Regions from separate parts of the Pan troglodytes genome. Here region 2 is linked to region 1. The links are chromatin contacts, called in public HiChIP or PLAC-seq maps. All regions are on one chromosome and are shown on one strand. Each heading gives the region's core, a stretch centred on a gene start, on an enhancer-like site or on the middle of the called end of the contact. The rest is flanking DNA. Distances are from core to core; before and after follow the strand shown.

Region 1 (5,339 bases), core at 1,244-3,743:
TACTACAGAAGTTACTATGGGGTTGGACGCCTGGGGTGCAGTTCCCCAAAAGGGGCAACCGGGCAGGTCTCCTGCTCCCAAATCCTTGAACACAGTCCTTACTGCCCCAGGTGAGACCTAGATGAGCCAAGGAAAGGGAAGGGCTGGCTTCTGGATCCAGAGGGGCCCTTTCTAGCCTTCACTCTGGAAGTGTTAGATGGGACCCGGCATCCAGCCTTGTCCCTCTTTTTCTCCTATGAGGAGGAGAGGTTCCTGAGAAGGGTGTTGCCGCCCTCATAGCAGGCTGAGGATGGGGTCGAGTGTCCTCTACCGGAGGAAATGGTAATTGCAGCAGCTGGGCCTGCCCACGTGAGTTCTGGTGACTGCTCACATCATGTTTCAACCCTCCCAACAATGTGAGGAAGCCACTGTTGTCCCCTTTTCACTGATAAGGACATTGAGACTTAGAGTGTCTAGGTGACCTGCCCAGGGTTGCACAGCGCCACCCCCGCCCCCATCCAGGCCATAAAGGGTGGTTTGATGATCTCCTTTCAGCTGGAGAGGCACTCACACTATTCTCCTACTGTTTGTAGAGTGATTCCATCCCTGAGTCCATATTCTGGGGTGCCTGATGAGAGCAAGGGGAAGTAGGGATAGTGGAGGCAGAGAGAAGCACTCACAATCGTAATGACCCCTCAATAAAGCCCCCAAACTCACATGGGGAAGGGGCAGCTGGCAGCTTTTGGAGGCAGAGAAAGAAGAGGCCATTGATCTGCACTGTTATGTAATATTCACTCATTTATTCATACTGATCATTTTCTTGGGCATTCTCTCCTTGTGTCTACACTGTGGTAGGCACAGGAGTGCAAGTAGGCACTGTTGTTGAGGATGAGTCCTCAGCACTGTCCTGCAGAAGAGACAGCCATGAAGATCATCCTTCCAGAACTTTCCGTGTGTGTGTGTGTGTGTGTGTGTGTGTGTGTGTGTGTGTAGAGGTGGGCTTTTCGAGCAATTATGAGCCCTGGAGTCTAGACCCAGCTCAGCTTCATGACTTGGCAGGACCCCAGGATCCCCCCTTGTGACAACTGCCCTGGAGAGCTCTTCTGCAGATGTTAGAGGGTGAGTGTTTTGGGCAATGGAACATCACACCTCCTCCTTCCTCAAACCCTCGCCCCACCTAGGGACTTTACCTCTGGACTTTGCAGGTGGGGGAGGCAGATCCTCCTTACCCCTGTCCTCCCAGATGTTATTTGATGACACATAGGGAAACTACACCTCTGTTGTCACTGCTAGAAGGGCCCGGAGGCAAGCTGTATCATTTGTCCCCGTTCTGAAACCCTCTCTTGTCCTGGCCCCAGAATAAGATATTTATCTGTGGGGCCGCCCCCAGCATTCTTCCACACCTTTACCCCAAGTCATCATACCAATCTCTGTATTTCCACAGATAGGAAACGGCAGTATTCCAATAACCTGATTTTTATCAAGAGAGAAATATCCCAAGGATTCATTCACTCGCTCACTTGCTCATTCATTCATTCATTCACACATATTGATTGAGCACCTATTATATCTTGGCCACTGTTCTAGGCAGTGGGGGATGCACCGATGATCAAGACAAAGTTCTCGTCAACTCATTTCCAGACTAATGGGAGAGACAGACACTAAAGAATAAATCCATTTACAGACTTTTATGTAACAATAAGCTATGCAGAAACTAAAGAAGGTTAAGGGGATAGAACAGGGTGGGGGTGTGTTCTGCATTATCAGAATTTGTACTGGGAATTCACTTTTTCTTTATTTTCCTTGGGGCAGATGAGAGTGAGGGTCTGCGCGTGCCCTCCTCTGGCCTCTTCAACCTGTTTGGCAGATCAAACCTCAGAGGGGGGCATCCTGGGATTGGGGGTCAGGGGTTGCAGAGCCAGCCCTCGGAATTTAGTTGAGGCGGAGTATTTAGATACTGCATCAGAGAAATGGAAATAGATACTGAGACAGCCTATTTATCGGCTTCCATGGATGTAATAACACTCCCACCCTTCCAAATTTATTTTTTTTGTTCATCTTGCATACAAGTACTGAATTATTAACTACTTATACATTACAGCATTTTTGAGCCTACTGTGTGCCACGCACTGTTTTAGGGGCCATTCACGGCCCGCTAGAATCCCTGCTGTGCAAAGCTTGTAAACGACCATTGCCTCATTTCATCTTTCCCCTAAACATTATTTCTGAGATTCATCTACGTTGATTCACATAGCTCTTTTAGTCCCAAGAGGGCAGATATGAACCGTCCCATTTTACAGATGCAAAACCGTGACTGCTCGGGAAAAAACGAGTGGCTTTGCGACGACGAAATCCCAGGACGCCACCGGGCCACGTGCGGCGGCGCATCTGGCCCCTCGCGATCCCACCCGCGCACGCTCCCTCCCGCGCTCCCTCCCAGCCGCCGCCGCGCCGGGTCCACGTGTGTGTGTCTGTGTGCGGAATGGGGACGGGGGCGGTGCCGCCGGAGGGGTGGGGTCCGGGCTAACGTCACGGGCGGTGCGGCCCAATCAGCAGCGGGCTCGCGGCCCCGGCGCTGGTATTGGGGCAGCGAGGGGGCAGTTCTCTATAACGCGGTCTCCGGGAGCCAGCGGGGAAGAAAGAAACCGAGCGGGCGGAAGGCGCCCTCCCCGCCGCCTGGGCCCGGGCACCGGGTGCCGGGCCCGGGGTCCTTCCCGCCTCCCGCGGCCGCCGGCCGCTTTGTTTCCCCTGCCTCTGCGCTTCGGGCGACTCGAGAGGGTCTCCCGCCGGGGCTGCGAAGGGGACGCGGCGGCAGAAGGGCGACCGACCCCGCCGGGACTCACAGGGACCCAGGAGTCCGGCCGCCGGGAGGGCCGCGTGAGGAGAGCGAAGAGGGAGCCCGAGCTCTGCGGCCCCGGGTGGCGGGCCGGGGGCGCCCGTGAGCAGAGACCTCCCCGTCGACGGGGGGCGATGTTCCCCTCGCCCGTGGGCTCTTCGGGCAGCCAGGGCATCCCGCCGCTGGGACCTGGACCCGCTCAGTGGGCACCCCTCAGGCTGCTCCATGGAGACCCTGTGCCCCGCGCCCCGCCTGGCAGTGCCGGCGTCCCCGCGAGGGTCGCCCTGCTCCCCCACGCCCCGGAAGCCGTGTCGGGGGACCCAGGAATTCTCTCCGCTGTGCCTGCGTGCCCTCGCCTTCTGCGCCCTTGCCAAGCCCCGAGCGTCCTCTCTGGGCCCGGGGCCTGGGGAGCTGGCGGCGCGGTCCCCAGTGCTGCGGGGCCCTCAGGCCCCCCTGCGCCCTGGCGGCTGGGCCCCGGATGGCCTGAAGCACCTCTGGGCACCGACCGGGCGGCCCGGCGTTCCTAACACCGCGGCCGGCGAGGATGCGGACGTCGCAGCGTGCCCCCGCCGCGGAGAGGAGGAAGAGGGCGGAGGCGGTTTCCCGCACTTCGGCGTTCGCTCCTGTGCACCTCCGGGCCGCTGCCCTGCGCCCCCGCACCCTCGGGAATCTACGACCGGCTTCGCCTCGGCCCCGCCTCGCCCGGCCCCGGGTCTCGAGCCTCAGCGTGGCCCAGCCGCCAGCCCGCCTCAGGAACCCAGTTCCCGGCCTCCGTCGCCACCTGCGGGCCTCTCCACCGAGCCCGCGGGTCCCGGGACGGCGCCGCGGCCGTTCCTGCCCGGCCAGCCTGCCGAAGTCGATGGAAACCCCCCGCCGGCCGCCCCCGAGGCTCCAGCGGCCAGCCCCTCGACGGCCAGCCCGGCTCCGGCCGCACCCGGAGATCTCCGCCAGGAACATTTCGATCGTCTGATCCGCCGGTCGAAACTTTGGTGTTACGCGAAGGGCTTCGCTTTGGACACTCCGAGTTTGCGCCGGGGGCCAGAGCGGCCGCCTGCGAAAGGGCCGGCTCGGGGAGCCGCCAAGAAACGCCGGCTGCCGGCGCCCCCTCCGCGCACCGCGCAGCCCCGCCGCCCTGCACCGACGCTCCCCACCACGAGCACCTTCAGCCTCCTCAACTGCTTCCCCTGCCCCCCGGCCCTGGTGGTGGGGGAAGACGGAGACCTAAAGCCGGCATCCTCGCTTCGCCTCCAGGGAGACTCTAAGCCCCCGCCCGCCCACCCGCTGTGGAGGTGGCAGATGGGGGGTCCCGCTGTCCCCGAGCCCCCTGGCCTCAAATTCTGGGGGATCAACATGGATGAAAGCTGACCGTGGGACTTCTGCCAAAGGGGAAAAGTTGGGACCATGGCCAAACCGCGGGCTTGAGGAGGGAGCCCCGTTTCTCACATTTGTCCCCTTCCTTTACATTTTAGGAGCTGTGGGCAGAGGGACCTAAATAACAGTGATCTTCATTCAAGCACCTAAGTTTTCGGGGTGACGGTCCCTCCCCCTCATCCTTTGCAGAGGAACCCAGGGCTGGAGTCGGGAGAAGGCTGATGACATAGATTCCAATCCCTGCCCCCTTCCATCTCGGACCGTTGGAGGCAGGGCCTGCACCCCAGTGGGAGCAAAGGAGGCCACCGCTCAAAGACACCCCCCCACCCAAAAAAAAGGGGAGAGGAGAGAGACCTCGGTGATGGACAAACCGGTTGTTACTGTGTCTGTGGGCGAGCCTGGGGTGCGGGGCTGTGGTGGGGGTGGGGAGATGATTGGCAGCTCCCTGGGGGCATCCCCCACCCCCACTGTCCTGGCCTTTAACCCTTTGCTCCCCTCAGGCCTTCCCTAACGCTCCAAGCCCCGCTGGAGCCTTTAATGGGTGAGGGAACTTGGGTAAGAGGAAGATCACCCCCTTCCTGTCCCCTTTCTAGGCCCCCTCAAGTGCAGGTGACCCTTAATTGGTGAGATCTTCAGCCTCAGCCGCCGACCTTTCCCTTTTGTCCAGTTTTGGAGTTCCCGTTTTTTCCTTGTTTGCTTTCCGAGTGTAAGGTCTGGCCGGTGAGAAAGATTTCCCCCAACCTTGATTAATCAGCCCCCTCCCCCAACTTACTTCCCTTAGGACGGGTAGGGCTGAGGGACCTCCTCTCCTGGAAAGTGCTTACTTTGCCTGGGGAAGGGGCTAGACACTGTCCCAGGGAAAGTAATAGAAGGTGGAAGAAATCAATAAAATCAGACCAAACAAGTCGCCTTTCGAGGGCCTCCACCGATTTATGGATGAGAGGGGGTGGAGGTGGAAGGCAGGCCCAAGTCCATTCTTTGGACACCCAAACTCAGCCCCCTTAAAGAGTGGAAACAAAACAAGCTGCACTTTGCAGAGGTGGTAAATGAAAGGACTCTTGGCCTAACTTCAAGAGTCCCCTGGGGTTTGAAGGGGCAAAGTTTGAGTCTGGATGGAACCTGGGCTGAGGTACCTTAAGCTTCCCCCCGCAAC
Region 2 (5,339 bases), core at 1,903-4,402, 320 kb after region 1:
TGCTCTGCGGCAGAAATCTGTATTGTGCTTAGTGTGAGGGTTGGTGACAGAGCAGCCAATGACCATTAAATTCTGCTTCCAAAGGCAAAAAACCGTATAATGTCATATGCCTTTTCCTCTTCCTAATCTATTAGACGTAGCAGCTAATTTCACGCCACACCTCGTATTTGGCGTCTCTGGAATCTCAGACGAACTCCTGGTCAATATGGAACAAAGGCAAGACAAACCACAAGAAAATTAGCAATCTAGCCTATGTCATTACCCATAGCTTTAATCTCGCCCTCCCCTGCATCTGATGAAAATTTCATCTGTGCTGATAAGTGGAGCATCGAATACAGAGCCTACCACAAAAAAAGCTGTTTCAGCAGCCACCCACTTTTCAAGATCTGAACTCCCAGCATGAACTCACTGGGAGGCAAAGCAGAAACACTGGCCTACCTAAAGGGGCAACACACTGATTTCTTTAGAAAGTTTGGATTTGGCCTGATCCCCAAGATAAGCCCATGGCACAGCTGTTCAGAAAGGGCAAGAAAGCCAAATCCACCCAACATTTTCTTGTTGGAGTACCCAAGTTCCCTTGAAAACAGAAGTCTATGGATGAGTGGTTCCCAGTTCAGGATCAACTGGGGAGCTTTTAAAAAGTTCAAACTCTTAGGCTTTTCAAAAAGCTCCCCAAGTGATCTTAGTTCACAGTAAGGTTATCAATTTATACCTGTTCTTTAGCTTTGGTTTATGGCTGCCAGTATGTCTCAAGAATCCATCACGTAAACCACAACAAAACCTATTCCAATCTTTCTGAGAACCCACTCAAAGAAGTACAAACCACAATGGCAGTTACTACAAGGTAACTAATTTCACTGACACCAAAGTTGACAGCTTTGTAAACCAACGCTACAGATGTAACACTGGATGCCAAAGATCAGTCCACCCCTCAGAAATGCAGGAAAAAAACTCAACGTCTATGTTTGGAATTTTCATCAATTGGCCTAGAACTCATGTACCTGTCTCTACCTTGTCTATATCTTACTGGTACTTAGAATTCTCAAAAGGCTTTGAGAGAGCGCAAAGCTATTTTCTCGAGACAGGCTCTCACTCTGTCACGCAAGCTGGAGTGCAGTGGCACGATCACTATTCACTGCAACCTCCGCCTCCTGGGCTCAAGTGATCCTCCTGCCTCAGCCTCCCGAGTAGCTGGGACCACTCCCGCCTAATTTTTTGTATTTTTTTCGTAGAGATGGGGGCTAATTTTTTGTTTGTTTTGTAGAGATGGGGTTTCGCATGTTGCCCAGGCTGGTCTCAAACTCCTGAGCTCAGGTGATCCGCCCTCCTCGGCCTCCCAAAGTGCTGGGATTACAGGTGTGAGCCACTGTGCCCGGTCTGCTATTGTCTATTCTCAGAGACAGTGGTCAGCACCCAAGTTTGATATGCCAAGTTCATCTAAGGGAACAACCAGGAAAACAGTAAAACTTTGAATAGAGGTGTCCAATTGATTGCTGGCCTACAATTCCATTTGAAGATTCTCCTGTCATTTGCATGCATGAGTGTGAAGGGAGGTGCGGTGCTGGTACACAGAATAAGCAAGGCGGTCAAGGTGCAACACCAGCTTTTTGCCCCAAAGGCCAAACATTTCCAGCAATCTCCCTTCCAGGGACAATGGCACACAGCCGCCTTGGAAAAACTTAAAAAGCCATGCCAGGATGGGGATGGGAGGATGGTCTGAAACCATCTTCCAACAAGACAGATGCAAACCAGCTGAGAAGTGTCATGGAGTGTGCACTCTTTAAGAGTGAAAGCTGTTTCCACAATTAGCGCTGACCTTATGCGAGATGTTACCACCTTTGGTCCCAAGTCTCTGCCTCCTCCTGAAGACCCTATCTTAAGAACTGTCAGGATCGCGATAGCAATACATAAAAAGGGAAACCAAACAAGAAAAGGAAGTTTGTCGGCCAGCCCCCGGCCGGTCTCACCTCCCCGCGTCCAGCTCCCGGCCCGCAGAGCCTCCCATGTCTGTCAGGCTCGCAGCTGAAGCAGCCAGCTCTCCAGAAGGCCTCTTGCCGGTCCCATCCCCACCGCCGGAGCCACCGTTGCAGCTCTTGGTGCGAAAGAGGCGACTGAGGCGGATTTTGAAGGAGCCCTTCCGAGAAGGACCCGCGAGTGGCCGGAGGGGCCCGGGAGGAGGCGGGGGCGGGGGAGGTTGCTGCTGCTGCTGCTGCTGCTCCCCTCTACTCAGGCGCCCCAGAGGGACCAAGTCCTGCAGCGGGAAGGGCACCGGAGGTAATTCAGGGCCTGGGGGCTGCAGCAGAAGCCGGCCGCCCCCTCCTCCTCCGCGACCCGGGCTGCTGAGCTCCTCTTCCGAGCAGCTGTTAGTCTCCAGGCTCTCGGCCTCCGATTCCAAGCCCTCCAGGACCAGCAGCGCGTCGCTCGTTTCCGTGGGGTCCTCCCCGGCCTGCGGGGCGGCAGCAGGCGGCTGGGGCTGCGGAGGGGGCGGCTGAGGGGGACACGGACACGGGCAGCAACCCCCACCGACTGTCTTGACCCCCGGCCCCGCCGGCTGCCCGAGCCCCAGAGCCGCCAACTGCGCCTCTAGTCCAGCCGCCGGGCCCCAGGTCCGCTCGAGCGCCAAGCCCGGCGGCAGGGCCTTGGGGTCCAGGGCACAGCGGTGCCGGGGACACAGCAGTTCCGAGGGTCCCGGCTCCGGGGCCGCCTCCACGTCCTCCTCCTCCGGCGGCCGACCCACGTTGCGGAACACCATCAGCTGCGGCGGCCGGGAGCCCCGCGGGCCGGGCCGCGCGAGGAAGGGTGGCGGCGGGGGGCCATGGCCCGGGGGCGGTGGCGGAGGGCCTGGCTCGGGGGCCGCCTCTCCATAGCCAAGGAGGCGGCTCAGGACGCGGTACGAAGCGGCCGCCGCCGCCGCCTCGCCATCCCGGAGCTCGGCCTCCTGCATCGGGGAGAGGGAGGGAGGGCGGGCGGCTGGGAGCCGGGCTGGGGTGGGGACTAGGCCGGGCCCCGCCGGAGCCCCGCCCGCCGCGGCCCCCGGAGCGACAGCGCTAACGGCCGCCGCGGCCTCTGCCTCATAGAGGGGGGCGGGGGGCGCGCGGAGCCCAGCGCGAGCCCAGGCCGCGCTCCGCCACCGCCGAGCACCGCCCCCAAGCCGACGTCACTTCCGGAAGGGCTTAGCCACGCCACTTTCCCCAGGGCGTGCTCGCGCTGGCCTCCACGGCGAGTGACGCCGCGCGCGCCCCCGGCCCCTATTGGCGGTGAGCTGTCTGTTGGTTGGCGTTGGTCTCCTTTCCCGGCCCTTGCTTTTCACTTCCTGGGCGCCCAGGCCCAGGCCATCCCATTCGGTAGAGTGGAGAGGCCTTGGAAACCATGGTCTGGTCCTGGGAGCGCGCCGCTGGCCTTGGGAGCACATATGGTTCTGCCATCTACGCCGCTTGCGATGTGTGACCTTGGCTGAGTCATTTCATCATTAATGTGTATCTCCGTCCGCCTGGCACCCAGTGAATGTTTGTGGAATCAGTACATGAATCGTGTTCTAGACCCAGTGCTGTACTGATAAATGTGTAACAACCAGCTCTCTGGGGGGAGAACGGGAATGTATGCACATATATAGGTACAAAAATTTGTCGTTAAGTTTTACTGACATAAAGGATGTGTAGTTCACAATTTACAATTAATAGTAAATTGGCAAATTCCATATAACTCTTTCTCACAGAATGCTTTCATTGATTTTTGCCAAACTCTTACATGGGTAGCCAAACTGTGATTGCAGTTGACCTAGGAGTGTAATTGTAAAGGTGAATGTTGGTTGATAAAACTGAAAAAGACAAAACTTAATTGGATTGTCAATGATGGGAGCAACTTCTTTGCTGAGTCAGAAAACGGTTTCAAATACTGGAAGAATATTTACTCAATTTTTGTGCTATTCATAATGTAACGGCTACAGACAACACATTAAGTTTTTGCTGTTGTTGAGATGGAGTCTTTCTCTATTGCCCAGGCTGGAGTGCAATGGCGCTATCTTGGCTCACTGCAACCTCTGCCTCCCGGGTTCAAGCAATTCTCCTGCCTCGCTCCAGGTAATTTTTTGTATTCTTAGTAGAGACAGGGTTTCACCATGTTGGCCAGGCCAGTTTTGAACTCCTGACCTCAGGTGATCCACCCGCCTTGGCCTCCCAAAATGCTGGGGTCACAGGCGTGAGCCACCGCGCCCGCGCCCGGCCTTCTTATCTTTACACAGGGATAAGGATTGCAATTTTGCTTGCTTGCAGGCATGTTGTGAGGATCAAATAAGATCAAGCTTTTTGTGTGGAGGAGGTGAGACTGGAGGCAGGGAGCCCATTGAAATAGTCCCAGTGGGAGATATTGAGAGATGCAAGGGAAAAGGAGGAAGGATCAGCCGCAGAACTCAGTGACTTCTAATACCTGAGGGTGCATTGAGGGGAAGAGGGTGGAGGGTTGAGTCCTGCAACCAGAGGGACCTTTTCAGAATGGAAATGTGTTCATAGCCTGTGATTAAAATTGTTCATGGCTTCCCATTGTTCTTAGGCTAATGTGTGATCTTGTGATCTGACCCCTGTGTGATCTAACCCCTGCCTCTCTAGCCACATCCCCTGCTAAGCTCCACCTTGTTCTGTTCCCTGCATTCCCATCAACCTTGCGGCAGGCTCCCACACATGTGGGCAAGAAAAGCTATTCCCTTTTCTTGCAAGACTTTTCTCTTTTTGCTTAGTAAACTCCTACTCATCCTTCAGATTGAACTCACTCCTCACTACCTTAGGGAAATCTCCCTGCCTGGGCCCTTCCTCCTCCCCAGGCTCTGAGATCATTCCTTTGTTGCACTTACTTGCGCAGGTGTAATTTGCAATCTGTCTGTGGGGTCAGTTGATTAAAAGCTGTCCTCCCTACAAAACTGTAAATTCTATGAGGGCAGAAGCCGTGTTTGCTTTTTGCCCCTTGTGGACTCTCCAGTGCCAAGGACAGTGCCTGGAATTGTTGTTCAACCTTACGCCCTGTAAGAGTCTCCTGAGACAAATTCTGCACAACAGAATTAATTATCTTTCCTCACACATAAAGAGACAAAGTAAACCTCAGTGAGGTGTTTAGCTAAAGTCACTCAATTCAAAAGGATGCAGTGAAAATCAAAACCAGCTCTGACTCCAGATAGTTCATTCTCTTCCCCTGGCTGCCTCTCAGGTGTCACTCAGGTTTCTGAAGAAAAGAAGAGCGATTGAGAGGGGCATGTTTACCCACGTTTGTAATTCCAGCGCTTTGGGAGGCCAAGGCAGGTCTTGGATCACTTGAGGCCAGGAGTTTAAGGCCAGCCAGGGCAACATAGC

The links. HiChIP or PLAC-seq counts read pairs in DNA pulled down with a chosen protein or histone mark.
Region 2: a contact with region 1 is called in an H3K4me3 HiChIP or PLAC-seq map of stem cell-derived excitatory neurons, with 6 times the contacts expected there. The contact joins the promoter of SOCS7 here to the promoter of EPOP in region 1. A contact is called at or near these places in 1 of 7 Hi-C or Micro-C datasets (stem cell-derived neural progenitor cells) and 1 of 1 datasets of contacts at active chromatin or transcription factors (stem cell-derived excitatory neurons).

What each region holds. Positions count from the first base shown.
Region 1 is chr19:29,417,144-29,422,482 of NHGRI_mPanTro3-v2.0_pri, forward strand. EPOP (elongin BC and polycomb repressive complex 2 associated protein) reads left to right here and starts at 2,494. Exons shown (of 1, transcript XM_016931893.3): 1 at 2,494-5,339. The coding sequence starts at 3,041. The coding sequence ends at 4,180.
Region 2 is chr19:29,738,479-29,743,817 of NHGRI_mPanTro3-v2.0_pri, forward strand. SOCS7 (suppressor of cytokine signaling 7) reads right to left here and starts at 3,153. Exons shown (of 10, transcript XM_016931916.3): 1 at 1,968-3,153. The coding sequence starts at 2,944.